Regions from separate parts of the Neogale vison genome. Here region 1 is linked to region 2. The links are chromatin contacts, called in public Hi-C maps. All regions are on one chromosome and are shown on one strand. Each heading gives the region's core, a stretch centred on a gene start, on an enhancer-like site or on the middle of the called end of the contact. The rest is flanking DNA. Distances are from core to core; before and after follow the strand shown. Region 1 has its middle 46 kb from the start of TARBP1. Region 2 holds the start of IRF2BP2 (interferon regulatory factor 2-binding protein 2).

Region 1 (3,063 bases), core at 515-3,014, 64 kb after region 2:
TGCCGTCCAAGCCCAGCAGAGACGAATCAGACTTTCTCTGTAGCTTGTTCCCTAGGACAGGGTTGCTCCATGCCAGGAGTACCCCCTAGAACGTTTCGAACATAATTCCACTTCGCCCATAGACTAACCCATAGATTCACACCCGACTTTTCAGGAACACCGCTGATGTATAAAACACATGCGGGTGCAGCTAAGGGGAAAGTTCAGAAGGTGTGATAGACGTCAGCTCCGCCTTATCTTATTAGTCACATCCCCTGAAATCAAGTATTTTCAAAGCATTTCATTGCTAATTAGACAAAGTTCATGGTTTATTCCACCCACCCCCCCCCCCCCGCCATGCGCCACACAACAGGAAAACACCATGTATCTTCTCGCTGAGTTTGGCTTGGCACAATGGTGTTCAAGGCACAGTTGGATTAGAAGGCATTTTTAGTAACAGGTTTTTTAAAACAACTCTCCAAAGGCTGAGTCACTTATTTCTTTATTTATACAGTTGTCTTAAGGCAGATCACAAATATTTTCAGAATAGTTATTGACTCTCCAATTTCTTAGGGCAAGATCCCATCTTTCTCCCTAATCACCCCTGATACTCAATGCCTGCCATCTACTGGGGTCACCAGCCTCGGGGCGAGAAGGATGTTTGTTCTTGTCATCTTGGGCTTGGGAAGGCAGGACCAGAAAAATGGAAGGCCCAGAGGTCTGGAGAATTGAGCCCCTAGGGTATCAGGGTCTGGAGGAGGGAGATATTGGGAGACATTGGGAGGGAGATATTGGAGATATTCAAGGTCATGCCTTGAATACAGCAAGAGTGGACTGTGCCAGCCACACTTCTCTTCCCACAGGATTCCCAGCAAACTAGGAGAGAAAGAAAGAGAGGGAGGGAAGAAGGAAGGAAGACGCAGGGAAGAAAGGAAGGAGGGCAGGAAGGAGGCAGGGAGAAAGAAAGGGAATTTATAGCAATGAGAGGGAGCGAAAATGCAATTGGAGCTTTTGGTGTTAAGAAATATTTTAAGGTCTACCAACTGAAGCCCAGCCAGGGCCTCTGACAAAGCCACACAGCACCCCCATGTGCCTTCCAGAACCTTTTTGCATTTTTTTCCAGCCACAGCAGCTTCTAGCCCTTGTATCCCCTCTGATTTGCGAAGTCCCAGCTCCTTAGCCTCCCATCTCCCTCTGCGTTTCTCTCCTTCAAGGTCAAATCCCAACGTTCCTCAAGGCTTCAGTGCTTTCCGCGGTGGTGAGAGCCCCAGCCTGCAGAGCTCCTCTCCAGGGGGGCTGAGGAAGGGGCTGCAAGCAGCAGAGGGGCTGGAGGAAATCTGCTGGGGCCTTGACTTTCTCACACATGTTTCAGATGTGCGGAGTGCGATTGTAAACAGCGTCCTCATCGCTGCCAGAGCTGGCCTCCCCGCCCGAGTCCTGTTCCCAACACCCTAGGGGTTCCAGTAATAGGGCGTCAAGCAAACAAAGAAAAACAGTAATCTGGTGTTCCAATTGCATTTTTTTGTTTTTAGAAAATGTTAATGATAGGTTATTTGATTACCCTAGGTTTGGCTCTGCTCGCTCTTTATTAAGCACATCTGGTATTTAGTGACAATATAAGTAGCAGGAGTTTTTCTGGCACTTGAAAATAAGCTCATCCAACGTTGCCGTTGCAGTTTGGAAACTCGTCAGAGAGGCCAGCCAAGCTTGCGGAGATACAAGACTTTTTCTGTAGGCCGGGCAGCTGTCCAGGACGTCTAAAAAATGTGAATTGGCTAAGAATTGCTGCCACGCAAACACTTCTGGAAATTTCTGTGCTTGGGCCTGCCAAATCCATTATGCACAACATGAATTACAAGAGTTTCTATCTCTCCCAGCAGTTGCGTTGAGTGTAATTCTCCTGTGTGCTTTATGAAACACACACACACACACAACCAAAATGAGAAAAACACCCCAAAAATCCACTACCGTGGGTATTTTTTTTTTTTTTTGTCTCTTTCCATTTGGGTTGCCAAGTACACAACTTTTCCTGAATTAGGAGAAATAGCCTCAAACTTTGGTTTCAATTACATTAAATCTAACACGTGGGAGGGAACTGTGCTTCCTGGAAATTCTAGAAAGGAAGGATGTCTCACATCATGGAGACAGCCTAACATCTAAGTAGGAAAAACAATAAAATGCAACAGAAGAACTTGGAAAAGGAGAAAAACATATACACCCTCCACTCCACACGGCCTGGTGTTGGGGTTGGGGCCTTACTCAAGGACGTTAGTCAGAATGGGAAGCCGACCTGTGGGCAGAAAATGCTTCTCCTCTGCCCAGACTGCCTCCCCGCACGAAGGTGCGTCCTACAGACCTGGCAGGCACAATTTCTGAAGCGGAGGATGGGCCCGGGGAGACCCGCCACAGCTGGTCAAAGGGAAAGTGAGCAGGAGAAAAGCGGGATCTTCTAGGTGGATCCTGGTTCTGCCCAGGCTTTCCTCCCTTTCCAGAGCTTAGAAATGTTTGCATCATTTTCTGATTCCAAATGGAGACTTGCCTCTCTCCTGTGATTCACATATGCGAGATTTCTCAGACTCTGCCCGGGATCATAAAAGGGCCCGGAGCTCGATTTCTATTCTGGAATGACATTCTTCATTGGACCCATATAATAGCTCACATGAGATAATCACACAAGCATGTTGTGAGACAGAACGCCGTACATCTGAATGCTTCGAGCTCCTACCAAGTGCGATGCTTTCTTGCTCTACAGCCTTTCTCGTGAGAACTCAGATAATCATGTCAATACTGGTGAACTGGAGCTCTAAGTTCTTCTAAGAGCCAGCGGTCCCAGCTGCGTCATCAGTCAAGCCACTGTGCTGGTCTGTGCCTCAGTTTCCCTCTCTGTGTTTGCTTGTCACTATTCTCCCAGGATCTGGGAAAGGTCATGAGATGAGCATCAGCTTCTGGCGGGGACACTCTTAACTCTGTGACCTCTTTCAGGGGCACATGTCTGCATAGTGTCCTCACTTATGAAATGGGGACAATGACACCTTCCTCATAGCACGGTTGTGAAGAACCAAGGGTACGAGTAACTATACAACT
Region 2 (2,898 bases), core at 377-2,876:
TCAGTCCGGGCACGGCCCGCAGCCGCCAGCACCGGCACAGCGCTGCGGGCCCAGCGGGCTCTGCGGCCGCGCCCCGCCTTCACGCCAGGCGGGTCCGCGCCCACCGGGGACCCCCGGGCCCGGGCCACGCCGTCGGTCCCGCCCCACGACGGCGCCGGGGAATTCCGCCGATGGCCCGGCCCGGCCCCGCGCAACCCCCCGGCCGGCCAGCCGGCCAACCCACGGCGCGCGCGGAGCCGGGCGCCCGCGCCCCCTCCAGCCCAAGTTTGGTCCCGAGGGCGGGGCCCGGAGGCCTTCTGTCGCCGGAGGGGGCGGAGCCTGCGCGGTGACGCGACCGCGCCGGCCGTAGACCCCGGATCCCTGGAATGTGCATTCGTTCAATGAGGCCGCCAGTGCCAGGGGCGCCGACTCACGTCCGAACGGAGCGTGCGCACTCGGCGGCGGCCGCGCACGCGGGCCCGCGGCTCTGCGCCCACGTCACGCGCCACCCGCGCGGTCCGACAGGAGGCGGCGGGGTCTGCCGGCGCCGCGAGGACCACCCCCACCCGCCGGTCCCGGCTCGGCAGGGCGGGCCACTGCGGAGGAGTTGGGGAGGGCGGGGCTGAGGCTGGCGAGGGTCCCCGGGCCTCGGCCGATCGGCGTGCGGACGCGGCCCCGGGCGCAGACTCCGCCGTTCGTGAAACTTAGGGCACCGCGGCGCGCGCGTGCGTCCCGACGGGTGCGAGTGTGCAAGCGCCCAGTGTGAGTCCACACGTAACTCAGAAACAGAACTGAGCCACGCCACACTGACAGTCCCCGCTCTCGAGACTGACAGCGCCAGTCACCGAGGGGCTTTTGAAAACACTAGCACTAGTGCGATTTGGCCCAAACGTCCTGGAGGGGAGGAATGGGGACCGAGTAGTGGAGGCAGCCGAGCGTTGGAACGGCCGCGCCGCCTTCCCCTCGGGGACACCGGCCGCGGCGCACTCGGGCGGCGCTGACCCGCGGGCGGGCGCCTCGGAGCCGGCTCTCCCGGCAGCGCTCGTTCTCTCCCCGCGCGGGGGGAGGGGTAGGGCGCGGGCGCGGGGGAGGGCGGGCGCGCGCGCGAGGGGAGGGGGCCCGCGCAGGCGCCGTGCGAGGCTGTCGAAGAATCAAGTCTGTAGAAGTGGAGCGGCCGCGGCGGCAGCAGCAGCAGCGACGGCGGCGGCGGAGCAGAGGCGGGCTGGGCGCTGACGCGGGCGCTGGAGAGCGGCGACGCCGGGAGCTGTGAGAGAACAGCGGAGCGACCCGTGGCCCGCGCCGCGCCCGTGCTCCACGCCGTCCGGCTGCTGCCGCCGCCTCGGCGCGGCATGCCCCGCCGCTCGGGCTGAGCCTGCCCCGGCGGCCGCCCCCCCGCCCCCCGCCCCCCCGGCCTCCCCGCCCCCCGCCCCGCACTCCGCGCCGGCCGCCGCCGCGACCTGCTGCGCTCCCCCCGCGCCCGCGCGGCCCGTCTTCGCCCCGGTCTGGAGGCCGGCCGCGGCCCCGGCCGAGCTCCCGCCGCCGCCGCCGCGCCCGCCGCGCCGCGCCGCCCCCGCCGCCCGCCCGCGCCCGCGCCGGCCGGGGGGACGTGCTGCCGCGGCTGCAGCCCCTCGCCCCGCGCCCGCCGCCCCTCGTGCCCCGGGGGCGCTGCGCGGGCGCCGAGCCTTCGCGGGCTTTGCCGCCGCCGCCGCCGCCTCTGCGGCCGCCGCCGCCGCTGGTGGGGGAGACGCGGGGTTGGGGGGGGAGGAGGGCGCGCGTGGTGCCGGCGGGGAGCGGCGGCGCCCCCTCCTCCTCCGCCTCCTCCTCCTCCTCCACCTCCAGCGCCGCGGGCTCCTCGGACATGGCCGCGGCGGTGGCGGTGGCGGCCGCGTCCCGGCGGCAGTCGTGCTACCTGTGTGACCTGCCCCGCATGCCCTGGGCCATGATCTGGGACTTCACCGAGCCTGTGTGCCGCGGCTGCGTCAACTACGAGGGCGCCGACCGCGTTGAGTTCGTCATCGAGACGGCGCGACAGCTCAAGCGGGCGCACGGCTGCTTCCCGGAGGGCCGCTCCCCGCCCGGCGCCGCGACCCCTGCCGCCGCCAAGCCGCCGCCGCTTTCGGCCAAGGACATCCTCCTGCAGCAGCAGCAGCTGGGTCACGGCGGCCCCGAGGCCGCCCCGCGCGCCCCGCAGGCCCTGGAGCGCTACCCCCTGGCGGCCGCCGCCGAGCGGCCCCCGCGCCTAGGCTCCGACTTTGGCGGCAGCCGCCCGGCTGCGGGCCTGGCCCAGCCGCCGACGCCGCAGCCGCCGCCCGTGAACGGCATCCTGGTGCCCAACGGCTTCTCCAAGCTGGAGGAGCCCCCGGAGCTGAACCGCCAGAGCCCGAACCCGCGGCGCGGGCACGCTGTGCCGCCCACCCTGGTGCCGCTCATGAACGGCTCCGCCACGCCGCTCCCCGCCGCGCTCGGCCTCAGCGGCCGCGCCGCCGCCTCGCTGGCCGCGGTGTCCGGGGCCGCGGCCGCCGGCCTGGGCTCGGCGCAGCCCGCCGAACTGAGCTCGCACAAGCGGCCGGCGTCCGTGTCCAGCAGCGCGGCGGTGGAGCACGAGCAGCGCGAGGCTGCGGCCAAGGAGAAGCAGCCGCCGCCGCCCTCGCATCGCGGCGCGGCCGACAGCCTGGCCACCGCGGCCGGCGCCACCGAGCTGGGCGCCGAGGGCGCTAGCAAAGGCCGCGGGCCCGGAGAGCAGGACTGGGTCAACCGACCCAAGACCGTGCGAGACACGCTGCTGGCGCTGCACCAGCACGGCCACTCGGGGCCCTTCGAGAGCAAGTTTAAGAAGGAGCCGGCCCTGACTGCAGGCAGGTTGTTGGGTTTCGAGGCCAACGGGGCCAACGGGTCTAAAGCAGGTAGGGGCGGCTGTGG

The links. Hi-C and Micro-C count contacts between places; a contact is called where the count stands out from the background.
Region 1: a contact with region 2 is called in a Hi-C map of fibroblasts, with 6 times the contacts expected there. The contact joins the enhancer-like site here to the promoter of IRF2BP2 in region 2. A contact is called at or near these places in 3 of 3 Hi-C or Micro-C datasets (fibroblasts, muscle and tongue).

What each region holds. Positions count from the first base shown.
Region 1 is chr2:152,374,362-152,377,424 of ASM_NN_V1, forward strand. No RefSeq gene overlaps it. Among named protein-coding and RNA genes, the nearest start is that of TARBP1, 46 kb to the right of the region's middle. Within about 2 kb of position 1,765, the one cell type or tissue checked has open chromatin away from gene starts, as enhancers often do. A contact at or near this core is called in fibroblasts, where this site is marked.
Region 2 is chr2:152,310,049-152,312,946 of ASM_NN_V1, forward strand. It overlaps IRF2BP2 (interferon regulatory factor 2-binding protein 2), which reads left to right and starts at 1,627. Exons shown (of 2, transcript XM_044239340.1): 1 at 1,627-2,834. The coding sequence starts at 1,838.